2 separate regions of the Sus scrofa genome follow, and region 2 is linked to region 1. Evidence: chromatin contacts called from public Hi-C data. All regions are on one chromosome and are shown on one strand. The core of a region is the stretch at or near the end of the contact, and the rest is flanking DNA. Distances in the headings are between cores, read along the strand shown. Region 1 holds the start of SLC2A11 (solute carrier family 2, facilitated glucose transporter member 11). Region 2 holds the start of ZNF70 (zinc finger protein 70).

Evidence for each region. A called contact is a pair of places that touch in the nucleus more often than the background predicts.
Region 2: a Hi-C map of omental adipose tissue shows a contact between it and region 1, with 1.7 times the contacts expected there. The contact joins the promoter of ZNF70 here to the promoter of SLC2A11 in region 1. A contact is called at or near these places in 5 of 5 promoter capture datasets (fetal liver, fetal skeletal muscle, liver and 1 more), 21 of 47 Hi-C or Micro-C datasets (alveolar macrophages, blood, brain and 11 more) and 2 of 2 datasets of contacts at active chromatin or transcription factors (alveolar macrophages and skeletal muscle).

What each region holds. Positions count from the first base shown.
Region 1 is chr14:49,863,514-49,866,433 of Sscrofa11.1, reverse strand. SLC2A11 (solute carrier family 2, facilitated glucose transporter member 11) reads left to right here and starts at 1,522. Exons shown (of 13, transcript XM_001929403.5): 1 at 1,522-2,920. LOC106505982 (a long non-coding RNA gene) reads right to left here and starts at 1,941. Exons shown (of 4, transcript XR_002338927.1): 1 at 1,802-1,941; 2 at 1,058-1,529.
Region 2 is chr14:49,928,436-49,931,283 of Sscrofa11.1, reverse strand. ZNF70 (zinc finger protein 70) reads right to left here and starts at 1,548. Exons shown (of 2, transcript XM_013983166.2): 1 at 1-1,548. VPREB3 (pre-B lymphocyte protein 3) reads right to left here. Exons shown (of 2, transcript XM_001929470.5): 2 at 1,722-2,206. The coding sequence ends at 1,890.

The DNA.
Region 1 (2,920 bases), core at 273-2,772:
GACTAGATGGCCCGAGGTGCCCACGTTGGGCAGGGATTGGTAAAAAAGAAGCAGGGTGGGAGTTCCTGTCGTGGTGCAGTGATTAATGAATCTGACTAGGAACCATGAGGTTGCGGGTTCCATCCCTGGCCTTGCTCAGTGGGTTAAGGATCCAGCGTTGCCATGAGCTGTGGTGTAGATCACAGATGCGGCTCACATCCCGCATTGCTGTGGCTCTGGCGTAGACCGGTGGCTACAGCTCCGATTCGACCCCTAGCCTGGGAACCTCCACATGCCTCCGATTCGACCCCTAGCCTGGGAACCTCCACATGCCGCGGGAGCAGCCCTAGAAAAGGCAAAAAGACAAAAAAAAAAAAAAAAAAAAAAGCGGGGTGCATTAACCAGGCCACTGCCTATCCCCTCAGCACAGCTGGGGAAACTGAGCCTGGGTTGTGGGGAGGGCCAGGGAAGGAGTGAGAGTGGGCCTAGGAAAGGATGGGTTGTCTGTTCAGCTCCATCCCAAAGCTGCGCCCGGTGGCCCAGCCACAGGGGTCTGCCTGATTTGGCATCTGCCCCCACCCTCTCCACGGGCCCTCCTGGGAGGGGGCCTCCCCCACCAAGGAATGCAGGCCTCAGCACTTCAGACCCCAGTCTAACCACTATCCCCCACCCCCACCCTCGCCTCCCACCCATCCCCTCCAGATGTGGGCACAGCTGTATTTTTAGAACAGCTAACCAGGAGGACATTCTTTCCTACTAATTAAGATGGCTTCAAAAATCTCCTATCCGCAATCAGCCCCACTCTTCAGTCCTCAAATATCAAAGGGTAGCTCAGCTGGTTCTTGCTTGGGGTTTTTCCTTTCCTTTTTTCTTTCTTTCTTTCTTTTGAATTGTTAAATTGGAAATGTGACCCAGAACTGGAGTGGATGCCAGCTCGGAGGAGGAGAGCAAAGCCTTGCCCTCCACACCCAGCCAGGCTGCAGCTCCCCACATCCACCTACCCAAGGGCAGGGTCTCTCTGGAGATCCTGGGTACCTGCCCTTGGGATGCCCAGCGCAGGGAGGGTCAACAGACATACCTGGGACCTGAGGGCACAGAGCCTGTACAGATGAGCAAATGGAGGCTGGGAGGGAGGAAGTCCCTGTTGAACTGCTGGGGTCCCATTGGTATCAGCTGCAGCCAGGCCTGTGACAGCCAGCTTGCTTGGTGTGGCTCACTGCCCACTCTGGCAGCCTAGTGCTGAAGGTCAGCTGGCCTCCTGAACTCCACCCAGTGCACCCTGGAGGTGCCTGGTGTGAAGCAGAGATGCCAGTCCAAGTGGGAGGAACAGGGAAGGTGGCAAGGAGGAGGGGCCTCTGAGCGGTCTTGAAGAAGCAGCCGCCCCACTCCCCAGCTCTTCCTGGAACCCACAGCTGACAGACGGGGAAACCAGGGAAACCGATGTCGGAAAGGAGGAAGTCGGGTCAAAGCGGCTTAGAGTCTGTGGGGTGGTCACGTGCAGGTACCAGATGATCTCACCCGTGATGGACAGCCTGCTGATGGACCGAGCCCTGCAGGAGAGACCAGGGGTCAAGGCGTCCAGCCTGAGCTCTGGCTCCACGGGTTAGGCGCCTGACCAGACCCCTGTCCCATCCCTCATGGAGCAGAGAGGGGAGGAACCTAGGGAGGCAGAGGGAGGGTGGGCTGGGTGTCAGCGCTCTTGCGCAAGGCCCTGGCCCACCTGGCTGGGTACGCAGGACAGAGGAAGCGAAATCACTTGGGGCTCGGGGAACAGGGAGCTCCCAGCGGCCGAGGAGGCAGCTCTCCCCTGGATGCTCCGTACCTGGAGTGGCCCTGGCTCAGGCTCTTTGTTACCCGGTCACCGCGGAGCCCCGGGAACGTCCAGAGACCCGCCGCGTCTACTCGCGCAGTCTGGGCTTTGTCGCCCTCTTGCGGCCAAAGCACGTTTCTAGGGAGGCGGCGGGGGCGGCCAGGGCTGGCTGAAGGATCCCCTGGGGGTCTGGAAGCCAAACCCTGGCTGCGACCCCGGGCTCAGGCAACCGTGGAGACATCTTCTGGCCGCGGTTTCGGGTCGACGAGGCAGCTCCGCCGCCTGTGCGGGAGTGCGAGCAGCCCTCGGCTCGGTGGGTCGCGTGGACTGGATGGAGCCTTCCAGCCGGCATCCGCGCCGGAGATCCCCCTTCCCCCGGCCTCAGTTTCCTCGTCCGCAGTGAGATGTCCCAGCGTGCAGGAGGGACGGTGGGGCGTGACTCCCACATCGAGGGAAGGGTGTCACCGCCCACACTGGCCATCGGCCCGCAGGTCCTGAGCACTGGTGGCCGTGGGCAGACCACCTCTCCTCCCCTTTCTCCACCTCCACCTTCTCCCCCGGCAAACCGAGACTGGGTGGGAATCCACGCGGGAAGCCCCACGGAGGAGGAGTTAGGGGATTCTCTCCATGCTCCCCGACTCCGCGTGGTTTGGCGGCTCCATCCCGCCGGCTCTGCGCGGGACTTGGAGACCTGACAGCCCAGCCCCGACTTCCAGCAGGACGGTAGGGGTGCTCGGGCACAGGCTCCACCTTGTGGAATCTTAGGGGCTGAAGCCACCCACGTGTGGATTGTTGAGATTAGCCTTCAACACTGGGCAGCCACAAACATTCACGACCTTGACTTTCACATACTCAAGGTTAAACTCCGGGTTACTGTTTGCTGAGGAGAAACTTCAAGCTTCCTTGTTTAAGGATAATAATTAACGGCTGGGAGCCCACGCACTGAGGGGCTGACTTCAGCGAGGTGTCTGGGCAGCATTTCAGAAAGAACCAAGGCGGGTGGGTGGGGAGCAACTGGTTGTTAATCACAGCAGTGATCATGTCAGTAGATGCAAAAAGGCATGCAATTCGCAACTGCTAATATTTTGTTTACTGTACTTTTCCTTAAAAAATGCATGCTTTAAAAGAAAA
Region 2 (2,848 bases), core at 299-2,798, 65 kb before region 1:
GCGGGCGGGCGGGGCGGGGCCGCACCCGAGCAGCTCCTGCCCGCGGCCGTGGCCTCGCTCGGCTGCGGCTGCTGACTCTAAACCCGCGGCGGCCCGAGCGCCCGAGCCCCGCCCCTGCCCGCGGCACTTCCGGGACCGCTCTAGGCATCGCGGAGGCCCGCGTCTCGCTGGTCCCACCGCGTAGCGCGCCGGGACGGTTCGCCGCAGCGCGGGGGCTCCGGGCGGCTTCCCGGCACCTCCAGGCTGGGCAGCCCTTGGCGGGAACGCAGGGGAGGAAATAGGCCGGGAGGGGCAGCCGGCTCCCAGGCACCTGCCCTGGCGGTGGGGCCGGCCAGAGGCCTTGGGGCGCCTGGTGTCCCCGGAAGAAGGGCAGGCGTCCCAGGGCTGCGGAGCCCGTCACCTCGCACAGGGCCGGGGTCCTGCTGGGGTTCATCCTCCTTTCGTGGGGAGTCCTGTTCCTGCCAGCCCACCCCGTACCCACAGAGACAGATGAGAAGGACCCGGTGAGAGTCCAGGAGATGGCTGGGAGCCTAGGCGGGACCCTCTCTGGACCCCCGAGACCTTAACTCAGTGCATCTGAGGGATGATCTCCGTTCAGGCGGCGCCTCTTAGGAGAATGGGGAGGGAAGAGGGGTGTGTTCTTCCGCCCCCACCCACTCCCAGAGCTCAGTTCTGCTTCTGATGGCAAGACTTGCCCCTTTCACCCTCCCCGCCCACCAGTGCTCAGGTGCAGACTGCCCGCTGAGGGAGAGCCTCCCTAGGGGCCAGGGCCCTATCACAGGAAACCGCTAGAACACACGGTCCCAGTGGAGGGCCCCTGCCATCTGCCCACCGGCCTTCAGCACGTTCCATCCTGGCCCTCAGGTGCCTCTGAGTGCCCCCCACCCTCGACTCACACCGCCTCCCAGCCCCACCCAGGCATAGGTAGGGGCTACCTCGCCTAAGCTGGGAGCCTGGGCTCAATGGGGACTGTAGACTGGAAACTGGCATTTGCCGTTTACTTCTACAGACTGAATCATGAGCCACTGCAGCTGCGGACCCTCAACACCCCTCTGAGAGAAGCCCAGGGTGATCAGGAGGGAGGCACTACGTGCTCTGAGAAAACTAGTAGAACAAACCTTCAGATAGTTAGATATTTTCAGACTTTATGAGCCCAGTTTTTGCATCTCCTCGTATCTAGAAAAGCACTAAAATTCTTCGTGGTGACATCTGCTCCTCGTGACTAGCAATAATAACCTTCAGGAGACCAGCAGCGACCTTCTGTAAAACGCGTGCTTGATTGCATGTACCTCCCCCTTCACCAAAATCACACATATACTGACCTTCCCCCTCGCCTCTTTGGAGCAGTTTCTCAGAGCTATCTGAAATGCTGCCTGTCTGACTATAGTCCTCATTTAGCCCCAAATAAAACTGAACTCTCAACTTTTAGGTTGTGCATGTTTTTTAAATCGACAGGACCCAGTCCAGTCACCCTGTGAGCGTTGGACCACAAGCAGCCATGCAGAGCCAGGACCTGCAAGGGCTGGTTCCTTTTTCTCTCACTCCAGCTCTTCCAGTCACAGAAAGGCAAGAGCCACCAGCCTGAGCCCCCTGGGGCCTGTGGGGATGCTGGGCACCACCCCAGGGGTCTTAGATGCTTCCTCTTCTGCAACAACCCCCAGAATCCCTACCCCATACTCCCAGACCAACCACAGTCACTTTTTCAGCAAGGATCTCATGAATAGTTTTTTGTTTTTGTTTTTGTTTTTTTTTGAATAGTTATTTTTGACATGTTGAATATTGTTATCCCATTTTACAGAAGAGGAAAATCAAGGCTCAGGGAAAGATAGGGTCCCAGGGTCAGGAAAGAAGCAGAAGGCAGATGGGAGGCACTCATCCCACATCCCCCCCTATGATTTGATGCCTACGAAGCAGTAATAATCGGCGTCATCCTCAGGCTGCACAGGGCTGATGGTCAGGATGCAGGAGTTATGGGCGGCATCCGCGGCTGCTGAGAAGCGATCAGGGATGTCAGGGGGCCGGTGGTGGTCCTCCTCTGAGCGGTAGTAGAGGAGCAAGCGGGGGGCACTCCCTGCCCGCTGCTGATACCAAGACACGCCGTAGTCCCCAACGGTGGCATGACGGGGGCTGAGCATGCACAAGAGTTGGGCCACTTGGCCTGGGAAGACCAGCAGTGAGTTCCGCTGGGCCAGGGCCGGCTGGGAGACTAAGAAAGACAGACACACTCAGACCCGGCCTGGGCCCTTCCCTCCTGCCCCTGCCCCACAAAGCCCTGGTCAGACTCCAGGAGAATCTGATTCCAAAACTCACGGCCCGGTGCCATGGGATCAACACTGGGTGGGGCACAGAATTGGCAACCCCTAGGCCCCCATTAGTGCCATGTTCCCAAGGATCCATGTTCAGTTTAGGATTCAGATCTCAGAGGGTGGGACTGGTGGCCTCTGGGTCCTTCTGCTGCCCAGCCTCATCCCTTGTTCTGCAGTCCCCTATAGCTTTGATCACACTGGCTCTTCCAAACCCCGGCTACAGACTGACCACCCCCAAGAAGCCTCTTGTCCGTGTGGGGTAGGGAACAGCTCACACTAGATTTCCTTCTGAAAAACTCAAAAGGTGACTGGTCTCTGAGACCCCAGAGTCTGGGGACCCTAGCCATCTGATCATTCACCAGTGGGGAAACTGAGGCCCACCCAAAGTGACCCACCACAGTTCTAGGACAGAGCCATCTGTAGTCAGTTCCCTCCCCCCGTTCCCCCTGCCCCTTCCAGAACCCTACTCACTGCCCACATGGATTTGCTTCCTAGCAGAGGGCTTCTAAAGCCAATGTGCCATCTCCCACTCCCCCCACCCC